3 separate regions of the Mus musculus genome follow, and all the other regions are linked to region 3. The links are chromatin contacts, called in public HiCAR-type and HiChIP or PLAC-seq maps. All regions are on one chromosome and are shown on one strand. The core of a region is the stretch at or near the end of the contact, and the rest is flanking DNA. Distances in the headings are between cores, read along the strand shown. Region 1 holds the start of Ankmy2 (ankyrin repeat and MYND domain containing 2). Region 2 overlaps Crppa (CDP-L-ribitol pyrophosphorylase A). Region 3 holds the start of Sostdc1 (sclerostin domain containing 1).

What was found. HiCAR-type assays count read pairs that join an accessible place to other places. HiChIP or PLAC-seq counts read pairs in DNA pulled down with a chosen protein or histone mark.
Region 1: a contact with region 3 is called in an H3K4me3 HiChIP or PLAC-seq map of embryonic stem cells, with 6 times the contacts expected there. The contact joins the promoter of Ankmy2 here to the promoter of Sostdc1 in region 3. A contact is called at or near these places in 3 of 484 Hi-C or Micro-C datasets (centrocytes, embryonic stem cells and epidermal suprabasal cells), 2 of 115 datasets of contacts at active chromatin or transcription factors (the 230-238 cell line and embryonic stem cells) and 1 of 9 other capture datasets (liver).
Region 2: a HiCAR-type map of kidney shows a contact between it and region 3, with 32 times the contacts expected there. The contact joins the enhancer-like site here to the promoter of Sostdc1 in region 3. A contact is called at or near these places in 3 of 39 promoter capture datasets (the 3T3-L1 cell line, hematopoietic stem and progenitor cells and liver), 3 of 484 Hi-C or Micro-C datasets (cortical neurons and epidermal suprabasal cells) and 2 of 115 datasets of contacts at active chromatin or transcription factors (embryonic stem cells and kidney).

What each region holds. Positions count from the first base shown.
Region 1 is chr12:36,154,827-36,158,408 of GRCm38.p6, forward strand. Ankmy2 (ankyrin repeat and MYND domain containing 2) reads left to right here and starts at 2,298. Exons shown (of 10, transcript NM_146033.3): 1 at 2,298-2,597. The coding sequence starts at 2,531. It overlaps Bzw2 (basic leucine zipper and W2 domains 2), which reads right to left and starts at 1,999. Exons shown (of 12, transcript NM_025840.3): 1 at 1,842-1,999.
Region 2 is chr12:36,475,400-36,478,792 of GRCm38.p6, forward strand. Crppa (CDP-L-ribitol pyrophosphorylase A) reads left to right here. Exons shown (of 10, transcript NM_178629.6): 5 at 1,301-1,346. Among named protein-coding and RNA genes, the nearest start is that of Crppa, 96 kb to the left of the region's middle. Within about 2 kb of position 1,257, at least 20 of the 459 cell types and tissues checked have an H3K27ac peak or open chromatin away from gene starts, as enhancers often do. A contact at or near this core is called in kidney, where this site is marked.
Region 3 is chr12:36,312,371-36,315,903 of GRCm38.p6, forward strand. Sostdc1 (sclerostin domain containing 1) reads left to right here and starts at 1,799. Exons shown (of 2, transcript NM_025312.3): 1 at 1,799-2,128. The coding sequence starts at 1,924.

The sequences.
Region 1 (3,582 bases), core at 1,048-3,547, 160 kb before region 3:
AGTTATTTCATTATCAATAGAGTTCTTTAATGAGAACACATTTCAATAAGCTCATTAGCTAATCTAATTTTGACATTAAATATTTATGCTACGATTGAAACCCTTCTGAACACTCTCCATTAGGTATCTGGTTCCAAAATTCAAACTGAACATAGGATTTATCTGCACTTCTGGGTGGGTGTTTTCCTTTGTCCGTAAATATCATCAACTCTAAATGAAAGCCATGCATTCAGAAGACGAAATACCCACCAGGTGCTTAAAACACAACCTAATGTTTCCATCGGTCGAGGAACTGACAACCCCAGGGAGACAAACAGGTGTGACCTTCAAGTAACCATGGCCCAGATTTGGCACCAGAGATGGAAACCCTGGCAGTTAAGTACCCAATTCTGTCTCTGCATCTGATGAAATGATGTGTAGTCACATGGCGAGGTTACTCTCAGGCATTTTCTTAGGTCTGTGGCTACTACCTCTGGCACATTAATTGCTGTGGCGGTAGCATTATGTGTTACACAACACTGGTCACTCTCACAAGCCCTACTGCTTGTTTGAACAGCTACATCATTTTTAAAGCATCATCAAACAAAAGTTTCTTTGTTATATATTGAGATGAATAATTACCAACCATTTTCATGGGAGAATCTATCTGCTCCTCCCTCCCCAAGCTGAAGCTCATGTCTGTCGGTGGCTGTTGGGGGATGGGCAGCGGGAGTTTAGAAAAGATTTTGGTTAAAGATAAGAGATAGGGAACGTCATCTGTGGGTCTCTGAAGTGCTAGTACGCGCTTTGAGCAAAACGAGGTAGAGGGGCCACAGGAAAAGGCATTTCACATCATTCTTGGCACCGTGGAATGAAAGAGCGATCCTGGGGCTACTTAATAAAAACCACCTACATGATTATTCAAGTATTTCTCCCTAGCACAATTGTGTTTTAACGGAAACATCAATACCAGTCTGTTGAGAAACAACAGCAAAACTAAACAGTCATTTCCGAAGAAGCAGTGATTGACGCTGTAGAACGCTACAGATAAGCATCTTGGAGGAATGATTGAATATTTTCTTAAGCGTACCTTGCATCGGAGGCACAGAAAGGTACACACGATATTCACCTCTTATCTACCTACGGTGGACGCTCCAGGAGCCACACCACAGTTGAATGAAGGCTGGATTAAGAAACTAATCTAAGGCTATATATAGACAGCAACACCAATTTAATCCCCGCCCTCTCCAGCCTACCCTCCCTAGTTCCATAAATCCCCAAACCTGAGTTATAAAGACAGGCAGCTCTCTCAGAGCAAAAAAGACCCCCACACCCCAACAAAGTATCAGAGCAGTTGTAAGTCGCTTCTAAATATCCTTAGCGAACACCACAGGTCCAGGTTCCATGGCTTCCACAGAGGGCAAGAAATGACAGACAAGTACTGGGGAGGGCTAGGTTTGCAAAAAGAAATTTACCTTCTCCGAGCCTCTCCCAGTGTCGCTGGTCATGGGGTGTTCCCCTCACCTCCCGGCAGTGGGCCTCCCCGGGGATCGCCACGCACGAGACCATGTGCACCCGCCACTTTCACCGCGTGGCCAGCTTACGGCCGGCCCGCGGTCCCCGGAGCTCTTGGGGCGGACAAACGTAGCGAGGTCTAGGTCTCGCTCGAGAGGCACTAATACACAGTACGTGCATGGATGATGGCGCGGCGCGGGGGCTCCTCTATGAAGAGGAAGGCAACCGCCCCAGGTGGCACATGCTTCCTCCACGCCAGCTCCAGCCCGCTGGGACCCCTTGGCTCGGAGGCGGTCACTGCTCGCTCAACTCTCAGGCTCCCGCCGCCCCACCTGATCACCTCTTACCTGTCCAAGGAGGGAGCGACGACGCGCGAGACTGGTGGCTGCGGCGGATCCTGCAGCAGCAGTGGCGGCGGCAGTGGCTGAGGCAGACAATGGAGGAGTGAAGGACAGACACATTGACACAGACACACAGAACCCGGTGTAGCTCCGCCTCCTGCCCCGGCCCCGCCCTATCCCCGCCCCTTGCCCGAACCGCGCCACTCTTAGGGGCAGTGCAGCCCGTCTAGCTGCATCCCAATGCCTCCGCACGTGCCCACAGAAGTCACTACCAGGCAGAGAACTTCTATCCTTAGAATCCAAGGAACCCTGTGTCCCTGTACTTCTTAATAGGTTATCATGGGAATAGGAAACCTAGAAGATGTATTGAATCCCCTTCCAAATGTCTCCTTTTGGTTTGGACCTCGTAGGTTGCTCCAATTGGAGTCGCTTGCTGCCTCTTGCAGCTCCTCCTCCCGACCTGGCCATTGAGGCGCGGGGGCGGGACTTGTGGAGAGCGCCAGCCCGGCTCGCTCAAGCTCGCCGCACCCGCCAGCCCCCAGCCGTGAGACCCTAGCGACTCTGCCACTTCACTGGGCTGCTGCTCCGGCCTCGAGTTGCCTTGCTGTGGCGGTCTTCCACGACGCATACACGTCTCTTGTTTTTTTAAAAAACCTTTCCAAAGAAATAGAATAAGCGTCAAGCTGGCGGGAACGATGGGTCACATAAAGAAAGGCGAGCTGACCCAGGAGGAAAAGGAACTGCTGGAAGTGATCGGGAAAGGTACGGGTGCAGGGTTGGTATCCGGGTGCTGCACACCTGGTCTCAGGGCATTGAGGAGCCTGGAGCGCGCCCTAGGCCCGGAGGACCTTGGGCAACTTGCAATCCGGAAAAAGCCTTTCTGTCTCTGTCTGGGGACCGATTGCAGGGGCGGGGAGATGGGAGGCAGAAAAATTGAGGCCATCAGATCTAGGTTGCCGAGCTTAGACCTCTAAATCAGCTTTTTGGAAATCGACCGACTGTCACTACACATCTTAGACAGTCACGCGTGGCCCTGGGCGCCTGTCTTTGCGTATGCATGCTTGCCAGCTCATTGGATGTTTTGACCGTAATCAGTCAAGACCGCAGTGGCCTGGTAGTTCTAGGCTCCAAGTCGGGTGTATAAAGGGCCCTTTCGACTTCCGGAGGCTTAAGGATCTGGATCCCTTGCAGATCCCCGCCCCTGCTGCGGGTGGAGGGAGCTTTCAGCAACAGGGGTTCTTTATAAGGGCACAGAACTCGCTCTGCATGTTCCGCCCTGAGCTTTCTGCATCAAGGCCTTCTGTGGCTGGCTTCCTGTAGCCCAGGTCGGCGCAGGCACCCACAGACACGACTGACCTTGGTCCGATGTTAGACCTCAAGTGATCTTGTTGAGCTCCTTGGTGCTTCCCAGTCCACTTTGTGGATTCGAGCCACGCCTCCTCTGTGCAGCTTGCAGGAAGGAAGCCAACTAGAAGCCATGTTTCCCCACCAGTCCCTGAGTGCATGTCCCAAATGAGTTCCTGGCCGCATCCCCGTTACCTGGCAGGTAACATCAGCGTGACCACGTGCACTGTCACTTTGCTGAGAAGAGGATGCGGTGCCTGTGGGCATGATTAATGTGGATGCTTTAAGTGAAAAAATTAAACATGTGCCCTCGAATGACAGAGAAGCCAGACATTGTAATACAGAGCTCCTGGGTTTACAGTTTTCTACTTAGCCAAACTCATCTAGAATCACAGATAGGAAG
Region 2 (3,393 bases), core at 7-2,506, 160 kb after region 3:
TTATAACCCTTTCTGTAAACACTTATTGGAATCAGATACATCACAGTTGGGAAATCCATAGACTGAGCATGTTCTTGTTTCATAGACCGCAGAAATGGACTGTGGAGAGTAACTGCAGTGCCAAGGGTCACAGAGAACAGTGAGTTGTACTTTCTGTACAGCTGGCAGAGTAATGGCATCTTTGTTTTTAATAGATCAGTAAATTGGTCCAGTAGACTTCCATCTGTCTTTCTGTGTTTGCTGTTACTGCAGTGAAAAAAAGAGTATGGCATCATCAAACCTGCCTGCTAGGGTAAAGCCTGGCAGGGGAATTTACTTTATACATGTGCCCTGGTCTACTTGAGCTAAGCAAGATCATGGCAGAGATCATTTAGAGAAAACAAAACAAAACCAACCTGACAGTCTGGAAAGGGACTAGTTAGGTGAACATTTTACATGACAAAGTTGAGGCCACTGACATTGTTAATTAACTGGGCATTTGAGAGATGTGCCCATCGAACCTTATTGTACCGACTTGATACTATTTTATTGTTCACTGTGTGTTCTAGTTCCATGGTATAAATCAGTAATTTGCAGGTGTTCTGCATCTGAACTTACTGGATGGCCCTTGGGAAGGATCTGCCATAGACCGGATATGCATACTGTGGAAGGTTACCTTACAACAAGCAGGGTGCAATTATGAGCAAGCTGTTTGCTATTAAGGAAAGTGCATCATTGTCCTTAGGTGCACTGTGGTACCCTATAGATTCTTTTTATAGAGGCTGTGCTTTAAGAAAAATTTCACAAGGTGCAACCAACCCGTTTTACAATGACCTTCAGAATTCCGAAGTCCCTTTAGATGTAAATTGGTCTTTGAGAATTTCAGCTTAGAATGGAGCTGGTCATCTTTTGCTATTTGGAGACTCTCTTCCTCCCTCAGCCTCGCAGCCCTTCTTTCCTCCCTCTTTCTCCTTTCTTCCTTACCTCTTTCTTTTCCAGTGTGAAACCTTATACAACAGTGGTGTGCATACTTCTGTTTGAACCCTTATGCATTTCCTTTGACACCAGTTATAATAATCATATTTCAGTAACCACTGCTACGTGCTATCATAACTTAGTCAAAGATATAAGGCTTAGATCTTCATAATTTGTTGAAATTGGATTTGATTTAATGTGAACGTCTAATGGCTCTTTGGTTTGGAAATGGCTTGTGTGGTGTGTGCAGTTTCTCCCGAGGGAAGAATTCCCTTGGGGCTTTGTTTTACAGCTCTCACATTCCTGCCTGCTCTGTTGAGCCTAATGAGGTTTATCTGTCCTTTAGGTGACCTACAAACAAGACCTGTGTGCAGCTGAAGCCATGATTAAAGGTGTGTTCAACCTTGTGACTGTCAGCGCCTGAGCTTCAGATGTGAGGCCACTGAGGATTTCTAGAGACAGTTAAATCCCAGACATTTTAGGTGGACAGATGTTTGGCAGCCACGGAGATCTCTGATTTGTGTTTTGAAAATTGCATTTTATTTTGTTTCCTGCTTGTGAAACACCACTTATTATACCACATTGATTTTAATTTTCATAAAAGAAAGACTTCAGCCTATTAAGTATGGAGCATCAATCCTATCAGAAAGGGAACTATATATACTGATATTTCAATAAGCCTGGGAAGGTCCCTCCTGTTTAATGTATGGAAGGCTGTCCCTGGCCTCTGCACTATCCTGTCAGAGCATCAAGGAGTGCCTTCCATATAATAGTTTGTACAACTTAGAGAATTTGAAATGGATGACTTTTAAAACAAACAAACAAAAAAATCCAAAACAAACTTATTTTTCTGACAACGCCTGCATTATATATATATTTTTTTCAAGGAACATGACCGTGTATTTGGGAATAATGCTTGCTTTTCATCACTATATTGCCCTTAAGATGCCACATAGTGTATTTAACACCCAGCCAGTACTTACTAGTGTGCTGGGAATGTAATCAGCACACAGAAAGGGAATTCTCTCTGTGTTCTGCAGGCTCTATGGTTCCAGTCAGAGTTCTCAAGCTCAGCCGCATCCTGGATGTGTAGGAGATCCTTGGATCTCAGGAGGGTTTAGTGCGTTGTCTGGTAGTACCCAAAGCCACACACACCACTGAGGTGCCCCCTCAGTGCCACACTGCCCCCTCTCCTTTACACCATGTCTGTGGCCATGAAAATTATCTCATGAAACTGTCAAATGTCACAGGGGATAAAGTTGTCTCGGATTGAGAACTCCCTTTTAAACATCCGATTTTAGTAGTGAGACAAGGGGTGTTCCCTCTGTCCTCGGGACAACAGGAAGCTGGTGACTGTTCTTTTCCAAATTAGACTCTGAGCAAAATGATAACGCTCAAGTTTCGGGTGAGAAGTAAAGTTTTAAATTCAGTCTCTTGCTGGGGTGGGTAGCCCTTGACCCAGATGTGTAGCTTCCTTTTAGAGTTGTAGGCAAGCAGTTGGCTCGCATGTGGAAAGCTGAGCTCTCTGTAATTGTGAGACTGTGTTTTAGTTACCCTCAGATTTGTTTTCCTTCAAGAATATTTTGTTTCAAACAATTAATGTCATATAATTTGTGTTTCTGTGCTTGTAAATAGTTAATCTATAACCATAAATCAAAAAGTTGACATATATTTACGTATCAGCCAGGCAATGTATAAATATTTCTTTGTGAGCAGTTGGCAAAGTTGTGCTGTGGTTGTTTATGCTTTTAACATAAAGACGTAGAAAACTCAGTTTGATTGTACTTCTAAGGAAGCTGTGCATTGCTTAGGGAGAGGGGCAGTGTGAGCAGCAAGGAGATTACTGTCTCAACTACTGATTTTCCAGGTTGTAATACTTTCCCCACATATTATCAGAGCCAGCAGCCATGCAAAAACAAATATTTTAAGCTATTTGTTATCTTGTTTAGGTAACAGTTTCTAACGTGGTATTTTCAAGGTGTTCTAGTTTATTCTGAGTGAGCTTACATGACTAGGTTTAAGCAGTTGACTTAGTTGGAAACTAAATAATGAGCTTCCTTATTCTTTAAGGCATTTGTTTCTAGGACTTTAGAGGCGATTCTGATGTTACTGGGCCTACATAGGTCCACATTTCTGGGGCCTTCATACTCTCTAGGTAGCCAAGTCAGTAGTCATGTGATTTTTAGACACCCTGAGATTATAGTCATCAATCCCACTCCCATGTGAGTCAGAATGTGTTTTGCTAAGAACCCAAGTTAATTGCATTATAATTCATATTTGAGAAACATTGGTTAAGGCTGCTCCTTATAATCTCCTATAGGTCACATCTATCTAAGCTATTTCTACTGCATTTCAAATTCAGAGTTTTGCTATAGTCTTTCAAGTTTAAATGTGTATTTCTTTACTTCCTTCCTGATTTGTACTAAATACCAACACTGA
Region 3 (3,533 bases), core at 549-3,048:
CAGAATATATCATGCTCTGCCAGCCCTCAACCCATGTGAGTTTACAACACCACAATCCTAACTACCCCCCACTGTATTATCTTGACACCTATTCCCGACACCATCTTGTTTTAACCCATGGATATTTTATATCTCTAAAGGATAAGCAGTCATACTTTCTAAAATAAAATCAAAGTACCCTGGGAAAAAAGAGAACACTTCTTATTTAATGCTTAGTCTTCTATTCTAGTCTTCTATTCGTATGCTTACTTTCTTTTTATAATAATAAGCAGAACATTGTTAGTTCTTAATCAGGGACGGTTTTGACACGCCGGGAGAAATTTGGCAGTAGCAGAATTTTTCCTTACAGCAGACAGCTACTGGGTAGAAGCCAAGGACAGTAGTAAAGATGCATAGAAGTGCCTATATAATAAGGAACTGCTGGTTCCAAAATGTCAGTAGGTGCCACTGTTGATATGTACAGTTAAGGAAGAAGGAAGGAGAGGTGGTGGTGGATAGCAGTTATAATGGACAAGAACTTATAAAGGAGAGAGATACAAAATACTAAGACATTTTTCTAACAGCCACACTGACCATTAAAATTGGATTTATCATTGAACAGGCAATTTGAAAGTTGTCCCAGTCAAGATGCTTAATAGATCCGATGAAACCTGCTTTTCTTTTAAAATCATTTCTTTATCTTAGGCTTCTATACTCATGCCACAGCACACATGTGAGGGCTAGAGGACAAAGTCCCAGAGGCCACTCTCCTTCTGTTATGTGGGTTCCGATGCTGAACTCAGGATTGCCAAGCTTGGCTGCAGGTGCCCTTCCATGCTGACTCATACTGCTAGACCCTTTGTTTTCAGAGTTAAAGAACCCATGGAGTAGCTCTGTCAGATGGAAATAAAGCAGCCCAGACGGTGACAGCACTTACTTAGGCAGCAGACTCAAAGGAAGTTACCAAAACCAATGTTTGACAAATACAAATATAACTCAGGACCTGCAGTATATGAACAATCTAGAAATATTTTGAATTGGTAAAGGGTAATAAATAGAAAATGGTTTTCTTTTGGGCAAGAGACATGCAGAATGCTAAACCTTGCTGACATATTTTAAGATGAAAACTGATATGAGTTAATTTAATTCAGACAGAGTTCTGCTCATTACACCCCCCAACCCCCCAACACACACACTCAGGACCGCTGGCAGTACCAGGACCGCTGGCAGTAATTTACCTAGCAGGACAGTTGCTCCTGCAGATCAAAGCAGCATTACTTAAGTGTGTCCAGAGGGCAGGTTTTAGCTCTGTGTCTTCCTCTTTATGAGAAAAGAGAGGGGAAAAAGGTTTTCTTCTTAAGAGACAAAACATATTTAACTAAATAGATCTTTTACTCAAGTCTGACACTACTCAAAAACTCATATGGCTTCTTCTAACTTTTGGGGAAGAAGCCCCTTCAGGCCCCAAATTTTCTTTAATCTGAGGGGAATAGAGAACAAAAGTGTGAAAAATAAAATAAACTCTGTCTCTTTATGTGAACAGCAACCTACTTTTCCTTCCATTAAACTTGACCATGAACCTAGGCTCCGGAGAGGACCTGGCTGAGGAGCAAGTGGTAGCAGTTGTGACAGGGCTGTGCCTTGCCTGCTTCAGCTCGTAGACCAGTAAAGCCCAACTCTGAAATCGCAGGCAATTTGTGTAGCAAGCCCCTCCTCTTCTGCAGCCCGTCTTCTCCATTGGTAAAATTCTTTTGCAGGGTCAAGTAGGGATCCCACCCCTTCTCTGTGTTTTCACTCCGAAGCCCTACACAACTTTACACCTGAATGAACGCCAAGCCTCTGGCTATATAAAGGGAACCTTGGGAAGGGATTCCACAGTCCACAGTGCAGAAGCAAGGGGGAAAGAATTAGCGGCTCCTCAGCCCAGCAAATCCTCCACTCATCATGCTTCCTCCTGCCATTCATCTCTCTCTCATTCCCCTGCTCTGCATCCTGATGAGAAACTGTTTGGCTTTTAAAAATGATGCCACAGAAATCCTTTATTCACATGTGGTTAAACCTGTCCCGGCACACCCCAGCAGCAACAGCACCCTGAATCAAGCCAGGAATGGAGGCAGGCATTTCAGTAGCACTGGACTGGATCGAAACAGTAAGTGTGTTTTACTTGTACAGATTTTTTTTTTCCTTTTGGGGAGCATCAGCTCCCACTCCTGTAGAATGCTTTTGCTGTAAACTAACGTGAACCATCTACGCTTTTGCAAAAACAATCTGGGAGCAATCTGGTGCATGTGTAGGCTGGCGTTCTTTCCTGGGTAGTGATTTTAGAGTTAATACAAATTAAGCCGGTGGCTTGATAATGCAAGCAGAGACATGGTTTATCCAGTGCCCACAGAAAAATGCATCGAGGTATTGAACTGCTGCTTTTTAAAAACTCTGCAAAAGGGAGACTTCTTTAAAGTGTGGTTCTGTGTGCAGTTTAAGTTCATGGCGTCTTACACTTTGCTAATTTCAGATCGTGCAGGAATCTGGTGAAGTGTCTAAAGGTAACTAACCGGAACTATGTATAGGGAATCACAATGGATGAAAGGAAGCTTTCAGGAAATATGGAATTGCTCACACAGATGTCTAAAATATGTCTAGTTTGGAGAGGTGTAAAGACTTGATGTCCACTGTTAAACGGGTCTATACTACAAAACGTTGGAGCATCATGGTTTTCCAAATTGTTCTTTATTCAACAGGTCAAATTGAGACAATTGTATGTTTCTGTGAAAGACTGGGTATATATTTGTAACAGGAGATTTTACATAATAGGATGCTAATGTTTGGCACAGGGAGTATTTCTTTACCCTTTTCTGTTTGCTTAATTGACATACACGTCAAGTGACTACTAGTTAGAGGGGTTCAAATTTCTTCCTCTAACTTTTGCTCTATTCTCTTCCTTTAAAAGATTTCTGTTAGTAAGGAATGTGAAGAAAGGCAGAGAAACAGTGTACAGGAAACCTTACACAAATCTCTGCCCCTCCACCTTAAACTCCATCCAACTGTGTAAAAGCGTTTTGACCTTTGAAAAGTCATACCGTATATGACTGGTCATATCCCACTAAGAAAACTGAAGTGTTTTCCTTGCATGTAGTTAATTTCAGAGCATAGGAAGTGTCTGTCTGAGCAGTACCAGGTTACTGAAAAGTGTGGTGGGTGTTCATTGTCAATGTGAGAAATGTCACCACAACAATGCCCAACCTTATACATGAGGAACAAAAAGCCAGGAGAGTCAAAATTATTGCTGGCTGTTTCCAGGTACATTCCTAAGGCAGCTGTAGGAAGGTGAGCTGGAATCAAAAGCAGGCAAGCCTAGCACATTGTCCAGCCAAACCGTTAACCCTTTCATCTCCGTCTCTAACTTTAGCTCCGTATGTACATACATATGCAGGCATATGCTGCACACTTCCTTTAGTCTATGAGCCTTAAAGTAGATGTTCAGGGTACAGAATTGGAGCAAAACTTCTGACCCACTGTCCACTTTGAGATAATTCTCAGGCATCAGAAGAACAATT